2 separate regions of the Mus musculus genome follow, and region 1 is linked to region 2. A link is a contact called in public HiChIP or PLAC-seq data. All regions are on one chromosome and are shown on one strand. The core of a region is the stretch at or near the end of the contact, and the rest is flanking DNA. Distances in the headings are between cores, read along the strand shown.

What was found. HiChIP or PLAC-seq counts read pairs in DNA pulled down with a chosen protein or histone mark.
Region 1: a FOXA1 HiChIP or PLAC-seq map of pancreatic cancer cells shows a contact between it and region 2. The contact joins two enhancer-like sites. A contact is called at or near these places in 2 of 115 datasets of contacts at active chromatin or transcription factors (embryonic stem cells and pancreatic cancer cells) and 1 of 9 other capture datasets (embryonic stem cells).

The regions. Positions count from the first base shown.
Region 1 is chr6:17,546,764-17,550,646 of GRCm38.p6, forward strand. Met (met proto-oncogene) reads left to right here. Exons shown (of 22, transcript NM_008591.2): 13 at 187-333; 14 at 1,923-2,076; 15 at 2,269-2,409. Among named protein-coding and RNA genes, the nearest start is that of Gm52893, 6.9 kb to the left of the region's middle. Within about 2 kb of position 2,283, at least 40 of the 459 cell types and tissues checked have an H3K27ac peak or open chromatin away from gene starts, as enhancers often do. A contact at or near this core is called in pancreatic cancer cells, where this site is marked.
Region 2 is chr6:17,210,109-17,214,511 of GRCm38.p6, forward strand. No RefSeq gene overlaps it. Among named protein-coding and RNA genes, the nearest start is that of Gm52892, 13 kb to the left of the region's middle. Within about 2 kb of position 1,328, at least 55 of the 459 cell types and tissues checked have an H3K27ac peak or open chromatin away from gene starts, as enhancers often do. A contact at or near this core is called in pancreatic cancer cells, where this site is marked.

The sequences.
Region 1 (3,883 bases), core at 1,033-3,532, 340 kb after region 2:
GAAATGCTCAGACTCCCTTTCAGCCAGCTCAACTCCCATGAAGCTGAACACCATAAAAAATCAGATTTCTTGGAAAACAGCGTCTGCATTTGTTGTATTCTTGGCTTCCTTCTAGAACTGCCAGCCTTCCTACTGACCTGTGAAGTGTTAATGACCTTTCATTTCTGTTTTCTTTTTCCCTTCCAGGGAAACAATATTGACCCTGAAGCAGTTAAAGGTGAAGTGTTAAAAGTTGGAAATCAGAGCTGCGAGAGTCTCCACTGGCACTCTGGAGCTGTGTTGTGTACAGTCCCCAGTGACCTGCTCAAACTGAACAGCGAGCTAAATATAGAGGTGGGGTTCCCGCAAGCCTCTCATGATGTAAATAGGGATGCCGTTGTAATTATGTCACCAGGAGGCTTAAAATAAATCATTAAAGCTCATCTGTATGTTGGCTCTAGCTCATCAGCTCAGCCTCAGTTCCTAGCTGTGATTTGAGAAATGTCTAGGTTTTTAATCACACTGTCTCTTTCCCCTGGGTCAAAAGTATGATTCTCAAAAGTCATGCCACACTCTTGCCAAAACATGCTGCCGTTCTCCGAAGGAACAGAGCACATGCAAGACTGTCCCTTCTCCCTCTTTTTACCAGGCTAAGGGGCCTTCCCACTTCAGTGGTCACAATGCATAGAACTCTATAAATAAAAAGAATCGTATCCACTTGGCAGAGTAAAGTGGAAACCCAGTTGATGTTGTTTTTTTTTTTTAATCAATCTTTTTGTTATCATTTTTCTTAAGTTTTATTTATTTATTATTTATATGAGTACACTGTAGCTGTCTTCAGACACACCAGAGAGGGGCATCAGATTCCATTCCAGATGGTTGTGAGCCACCACCACGTGGTTGCCGGGAATTGAACTCAGGACCTCTGGAAGGGTAGTCACTGCTCTTAACCACTGAGCCACCTCTCCACCCCGCCCCCAATTGTTCTGTATTACCTTCTTTCGCATCCACAACTAAGTCAGATGACCCAGAAGAAGAATTTCTTTTATTATTTTTAACAGTTTATTTTTGATATAGCGCATAAATCATATAATTTGCCACTCGGAATGTACAGTTCAAGGGGCTTGGAACATTTAAATTGTAAATTTCTTTAAGTTGCGGTAACACAGCCCTGTAACCTCTAATCTACTTCTTTTCTTTATGAATTTGCTGACCTGGGTATTTCATCTAAGTCAAATCATACAATATTTGTCTTTTGGCATCTTGCTCATTTGACTTGGCAAATATTTTTGTGGTTCATTCTAGTTTATGGCTGAATGATATCTTATTTCATGCATATCATATATTGCTTACTCTAGAAATGGTAGCTTTGAAGGATTCCTGAAATATTCTGGAAACGTTAAGAAATGGAAATATACAAAAGAATTACAAAATCTGAGACCGAATGTAGAAATTTCAGAATGACCATCAAAGTTAAAAATCAGAAAGCACTTGAGCTGGGAGGAACCACAGATTTCTTCTATATATCAAAGTAGAAATAGACTATGAGACTTTATTATCCTATATGGTCTCCCCTCTTCTGAGAAATTTTTTCTGCTATGCATTCCACCCTCCCAAATGGGGCATCAGTTTCATTTATTCATACTTCAATGGTATCATAATACTTGATCGATCCATTTCCCTTCATTATTCTTTAGTTCCTCAAGATCAAAGAATATTTTTGTTTATCTAAATCATGCTTTAGGTAATCAATATTTCCTAATTATCTGGACATTGAGGCAGAATCAAGGAAATTCTCACTTACTCTGAAGGCTGTAATGCACCTTCTAGAATAATGGCCACCAGGGTGCTAATTGGAATCCAGAGAAACTTGGTCCCCCATAGATAGTATATTTTATATCAACCTCGGACAAAATCTGACTTTCCTTCTTATATATTTCCAGTGGAAGCAAGCAGTCTCTTCAACTGTTCTTGGAAAAGTGATCGTTCAACCGGATCAGAATTTTGCAGGATTGATCATTGGTGCGGTCTCAATATCAGTAGTAGTTTTGTTATTATCCGGGCTCTTCCTGTGGATGAGAAAGAGAAAGCATAAAGGTGCATATTTTGTTTATTGTCTAAGAAGCTACCATAGTGATTTAGTGATTACATTCAACACTGTCATGGAGATATATGGGTTGTCTAATAAGCATTCATAAAAGGCTGTGAGTTCTGGGCACTGGGTCAAAGTCTCCTGGGACCTGTGACAGCAAAGTCTTTAACAAGCTCTCTCTTTCTCTCTGTTTTAAGATCTGGGCAGTGAATTAGTTCGCTATGACGCAAGAGTACACACTCCTCATTTGGATAGGCTTGTAAGTGCCCGAAGTGTAAGTCCAACTACAGAGATGGTTTCAAATGAGTCTGTAGACTACAGAGCTACTTTTCCAGAAGGTATAATTCAGTTTACTATCCTGAGAAATATCTATACATAGACCTCTGTGAGCTGTGGCATTGTTCTTGCTTTTTGCTTTTTGTCCTGATATTTTTATACAAGTAGGAAAAAAAAAGGTGTTGACCTCTGCTAAACTTGATGCAGAATTGCATGGCCTTCACTTTAAAATCAAACTCATGCAGGTATCATATTGGAATTTTAGCATCTGCAAGCTCTCTGCTCACGTACAGACAGGTTCACTTTAGAATTATTTGAGCAAGGTAACTTACCTCAGCCATTCTAAGACCTGAGATGTTCTCCTTAACCCTTCATTTAGACTTATAAAGTATTTTTATTTCAATGTAATTTTAAAGTGCTATCTTTTGGGGGAAACTTTTGAATTATGCCATTAGTCATCTTTAAAACATTCTCAATGAGCATATCTTTTGCCTAGCACCATCTACAACTTGAATATATTTTGAGATGCATCCAAGAAAAACCTCCAGCACTGCTATTCATCAACAGCATCTGCTTTGCAAAACACCAGACCGACAAATGGTCAGGTTGGCCAGGGCATTTCACATTGTTTTACTTAAACATGTCTTACACAAAGCAAAATGTCTGTATTGTACCAGGGCCATTATCTTTAGAAGTTACAGGACATGAGTCAAGTACAAGCACTTCCCTGTTGAAATATCTACCATTGGATAAATAAAGTGAGTCACAGACAGTGTGGATACTGAGAAGTTAGAAGCTGCTCATCCAAGCCAGTACACCAGCAGTGAGACACTGAACATTCCAAGTTTCTCACCGCTTGTTGCCTGCCCTTCCTGAGATTTGGGTTAGTTCTCCAGAGATTACCGAATGCCCCACAGGACTCCATTCACTGTTAGAAGGAAACCCAGTCCTTTAAGAATGTGGACGAACCAAGCTCAATGCATGCTTTTAAACTTGAGGTATAAGTAGTAGTTCATAACCATCTTTAATAGCTCTAACCTGGAATTATTGAGGTTTGCAACTAACTGCTCTTTACCAAGCTTTCCTGGGCATGGGAGATAATTGTCTATAAAATGCTTATAGCCCAAGAAAGAAGATCTGAGTTTGTGTCACCAGAACGTACATAAAAGTCACATGTCCTGGGCATGGAGGGCACACATCATCAGAGTCTGTTGGCAGAGCAGCTCCAGATTCAGTTGGAGAAATAAAGTGGAGAATGACTGAGGAAGACGCCAAGCATTGACCTCTGGCATAAGCACAATATAAACACATACAAGCACACACACCATAACACTTTCTTGATCTTTAAAGAGTGTGTGTGTGTATGTGTGTGTGTGTGTGTGTGTGTGTGTGTGTGTGTGTGTGTGGTGTACGAGATGAAAGGTGGATTAGATAAGTGGTCCCCAGTGGCAACAACAGATAATATTGTTTACTTGCAATCAAACAAGAAACTCAGTACTTAAGAAAGCTGATGACGTCATGACTATTTCTAACTCC
Region 2 (4,403 bases), core at 78-2,577:
TAGTTGTTTGGAGACACCCGCAATAAATAGCCAAGAACTATTTCAAACAGACTTTCAAGGCCATTAAATGATTAAAACCCCAAGGAAGCATTTTCCTGTGGCTAGTAATGTACATATGTGTCTCTGTCTGTGTGCATGCATGTGCATGTGTGTGTACCTGTGTGTGTGTGTGCACGGATGCATGTGAGTGTGCATGCATCTGTGTGTGTATGCATGTGTATGTGTATTCTGCAGATGCATGTTTGTGTGTGCATGAATACGTGTATGTGTGAAGATGCATGTGTGTACATGTGTGTCTAACGAATACACTAGTGATGGTTAACTCTTCCAGAACTCCTATGTAGCAGTTGTCTTTCGATTGTTACAACAAATATTTGAGATAAGGAATGTGTAAGGAGAAGAGGTTGGATTGTTCTGGCTCAGGTTTGGAGGTCTTGGTTCATGATTTGTTGGCCTCAATGCTCTTGGGTCAACAGTGAGGAAGTACAGTGCAGTGTTTGCATGAAGCAGAGCAAAACTCCTTTGGTTCACAACCTGTAACAGAAGGAGAAATAGCCCACTATTCCTGTTAAAGGTACTCCCCCAGTGAATCATACACTTTCCACTAGTTCCACTTTTTGCAAGGTCTTCTATGTATCAATGATGCCATATCAAGGACCAAGCCTTTAATATCTGGGACTGTAGGGAACATGATATTCCAGTTGAAGAAATGTAGTACATTAATACCAAATAGTCCTTTAAGATTAAATTACTTTATTTCTCCTATGAGGTATGGCATTATATAATTTAAGTATTGTATGATTTAAAAACATATGCCTGTTTTTATGGTTATAATCCAAATGAATTAGTATCTCACAAGAGATTGTGGAAGATGCCTAGAGTCAAGAGGTCATGAGCAGCATCTTCAAGGGATCTTCCTTGCCATTAGTTAGCTATTACCAAAGACTTAAAAGGCCCATCTTGGATAGAAACTCAGTCTTTCCCACAGTAGGAAAGCTTATTCCTCCTATGGATAAGTAAGGACAAAAGACAACAAATTCTAACCAAGAAAACCAATTAATTCCTTAAAGCAAATAAGTCTGTTTTATCATAATTGATCTCTCCCAGAATCTTATAGCTATCAACCTAAAATACTAAAGTAAATTCCCATAGCAATTACAACTAGAATAAGGTTGAACACACACACACACACACACACACACACACACACACACACACACACACACACACATATAGTTTTGAAAATTGTTCAAATATGTCCAGGTTATGGTCATTCCTTCCTTAAGCTGCAGTGAGTCACAGTTCTGCTGAGACACTGGTGACTCAGAGCGATCCCTTCTGGATACTTGAGATGCCTCGGGTTTCCTCAGATAGATTTCATTAGAACCAACAGTCTAATTCTTCCTCCAACATTTTTTTTTTCTGGCATCCAAGATTCTTGCAGCCATCTGTGAAGGAAGAATAACAATTACTCCTCAAAGAACTGCCTCAGGATTATCCTTACACAGATTGGAGGGAAGTCCCAGAAACTATGTGCCTGCAGTCATATGAGACGTGTCAAAAATGTTAAGGGGCAGGGTGTGGCCACGCCGCTGCTTTGGATCTGAGTAGAAAGGCTCAGTGAATAAGTCTGTGTTTCGGCGGGGGGGGGGGGGGGGTGGTTATTTGTTTTAAAGACCATAAGGACAAAGTACTTGGTTCAAGCCACATTCCACTGAAGCAAATTCTTAAGAACAAACATTGTTGAGCTGAAATCGAAGCTCATATTTAAAAGGAGAGATGAACTATCACACAAGAAGCTAGACTATTATCACTGGGGAACAATTTCTATACATTTGAACCAGAAGTAATTCTAATGATACTAATATGTTCATATAACATTTGATGATAGACACATTTATACCAATGTTTCATGAGCATTAAAATGTAGGGAAATTAATAAAAAAAAAGATTAAGAAAATGTATGATTGGCAGGACCTCATCTAATGGGAACATATGAGGAGTATACATTCCACTAAAATGATCATTTTTGCGAGTTTTCAGTGCCTTTAAAGCTGTTCTGATGGGAAAGAGTTACTCATTCCAGTTTAATAGAACAAAAAATAAAACAAGGGGGTCAGTTAAGGAGGCCTGTTGGGAGATACTAATGCAGATGATGACTGGAAAGTATGAAAAGGAAAACTGAAGAATAAACACAGGAGTTTCCTGATGGCCAGGCCTTTGTCAGGCACTAGGGAATCAATGGAAAACCAGCAGTTGGGTCTGAGTCAGGAGCACTGCTTAGAAAGTTAACCAAGACCCACGCATCCCTTCTTTGTCCACTGCTGAGCACTTCAGGCTGGGCTGGCTTTCTTTAGATTCTCCCCTTCTACCTCCCAGTCAACTGTAGCCAGGACGAGCCAATAATCACTGCATATAACAGTGAGTGAGTGAGGAGCGCCCAGCCTCAACCCCTGGCGGGCGTGGGACTCCATTTAATTTTGACATTAAAGGGTATAGATGATTAGCAAATGATTTATAAATAATTACAACAATCTTCACAGAGGCTTCAATTTCCTTGGTGATTATTTCAGCACTCTGGAATGCATGTGTTAGGTAATTGCAAATTAATAATTAGTAAGGTGTTATTACTCTTGTGACTAGGGAAGCTCCTGCTTAAGTAGCTTTGAGAGATAAGCAAAATAAGCCGCCTGCTTTGTATTAATGTAATTCTAGAGTATTTTGTCTCAGAGTCATTCATAGCAATATTAAGATCCGTCATCATTAGTTCTTGATAGTTAAATTTCTGGTCTATGCCCTGGAGAAGCCTCTGTCATAATTTTATTGAGCAAAACTCAGAAGACTGGGACAAAAGTTTTCTAACCTCCGTGATGAGTTTGTGGTGACACTACAAGAGATGGATGTCCCTGAAGCTTGTCATTTCTGTCTTCCATTACTATTTTCAGGGTGTCTCTTAGATATGGGGACTCTGCTGGATACGTTTTCCATTCATTCTCTCGATGTACAGCCACTTGTAAGCTTTCACATGTATATACTTTGCTTTTCTCCTTTTCTTTCTCTGTTTTATAATTGGAAGGCTTTTTTGTGTAGTGTGCTGCTTTCAGAAGATAAATTGTTGCTTACAATATATCTCAGTAGTAGAGAGCCTCGTGAGCGTGCACGGGGTCTTGTATTCAGTTCTAGGTGCCAAAAAATACACGGGTGTGAGTGAATGGTATTGTGTACATTTAAGGTACACAATACAATATTATGTGCTACAGAGAATAAATGGTTATGACAGTGAGGGAGTTTGACGTATTCGTCATGTACACATCTCTCTCTCTCATTCTTCTGGTTAAAATTTCTTACAGTTATTTTCTATTTTAAATCAAATTATATTATGCATACACAAGGTACATAATAAGATGTCATGGGCTATTTAGAGGACACAAGTTACTGTAATGAGCTGATTAAAATATGCAGGTCCACAGATTTTATTGACATGACCAGTTATTTCATGATTCATAAAACTCAGGGTAAGAATGAGCGAAAAGGAACACATCTATAACTTAACACTTCTTACTTTCTCACCCAGAGTGGTAGGTAGTCTGTGAAAACATTTTCAACACTCTTTATGAATCTCTCAGGGAGTTTGAGCAGCTCTGAAATTATTTCTGCACCAGAAATAAATTTCGCAAACACTACTGTTTGCAGCAAGCTTGAAGTCATTTTCCAGTTACTGACCTCAAGGTGAGTTTTCTTCCTCTGGAGGTGTCACAAAACTCGATTGCCACCTCCCAAGTCTATCTGTCTACTGGAGGTAAATAAAGTATAGAAATGACCACATGAATGTACACACATATACATGCACATACATTCACATAAGCACACACACACAATCAATGTGGAAGAGAATGAAAGGAGATTCATGAAAGACATATTGAATTCATAATCTCAGCTTACTTCTGGTAAAATTCTATGTGACAGAAGCCTTACTCTGTTCCTCCCAGTAGACAACACAGCAAAGTGACATCAGCAAGTCCACATATACATCTGCCCAGCTCTGGCATTGGGTTTTACTGCTGGTGGAAAGCAGAATAAGAAGTCCAAAGGGGAAACAAGGCTCCTTTCACGGTAGAATGTGGGTGACCCCACCTAGAGAGCATACAGTATGCTTCTCTAGGATGTGGGTTACGGCTAACATCTACAAAAAAAAAAAAAAAAGAGTAAAACAGATTTGTGGAGATTTAAGCAAGTAGCAATCATTTCTATTGTATTAAAATAACATTGGCACCTGTGGTGCTTTGATGTTGTGTTATCTGATTCATTAATACTTCCCTCATGGTCACAGAGTACCTGTCCTGACTCTAGAGCACACATCCTCATCAGAGAAACAAGCTGGGGATCTCTTCCGTGTTCCACGC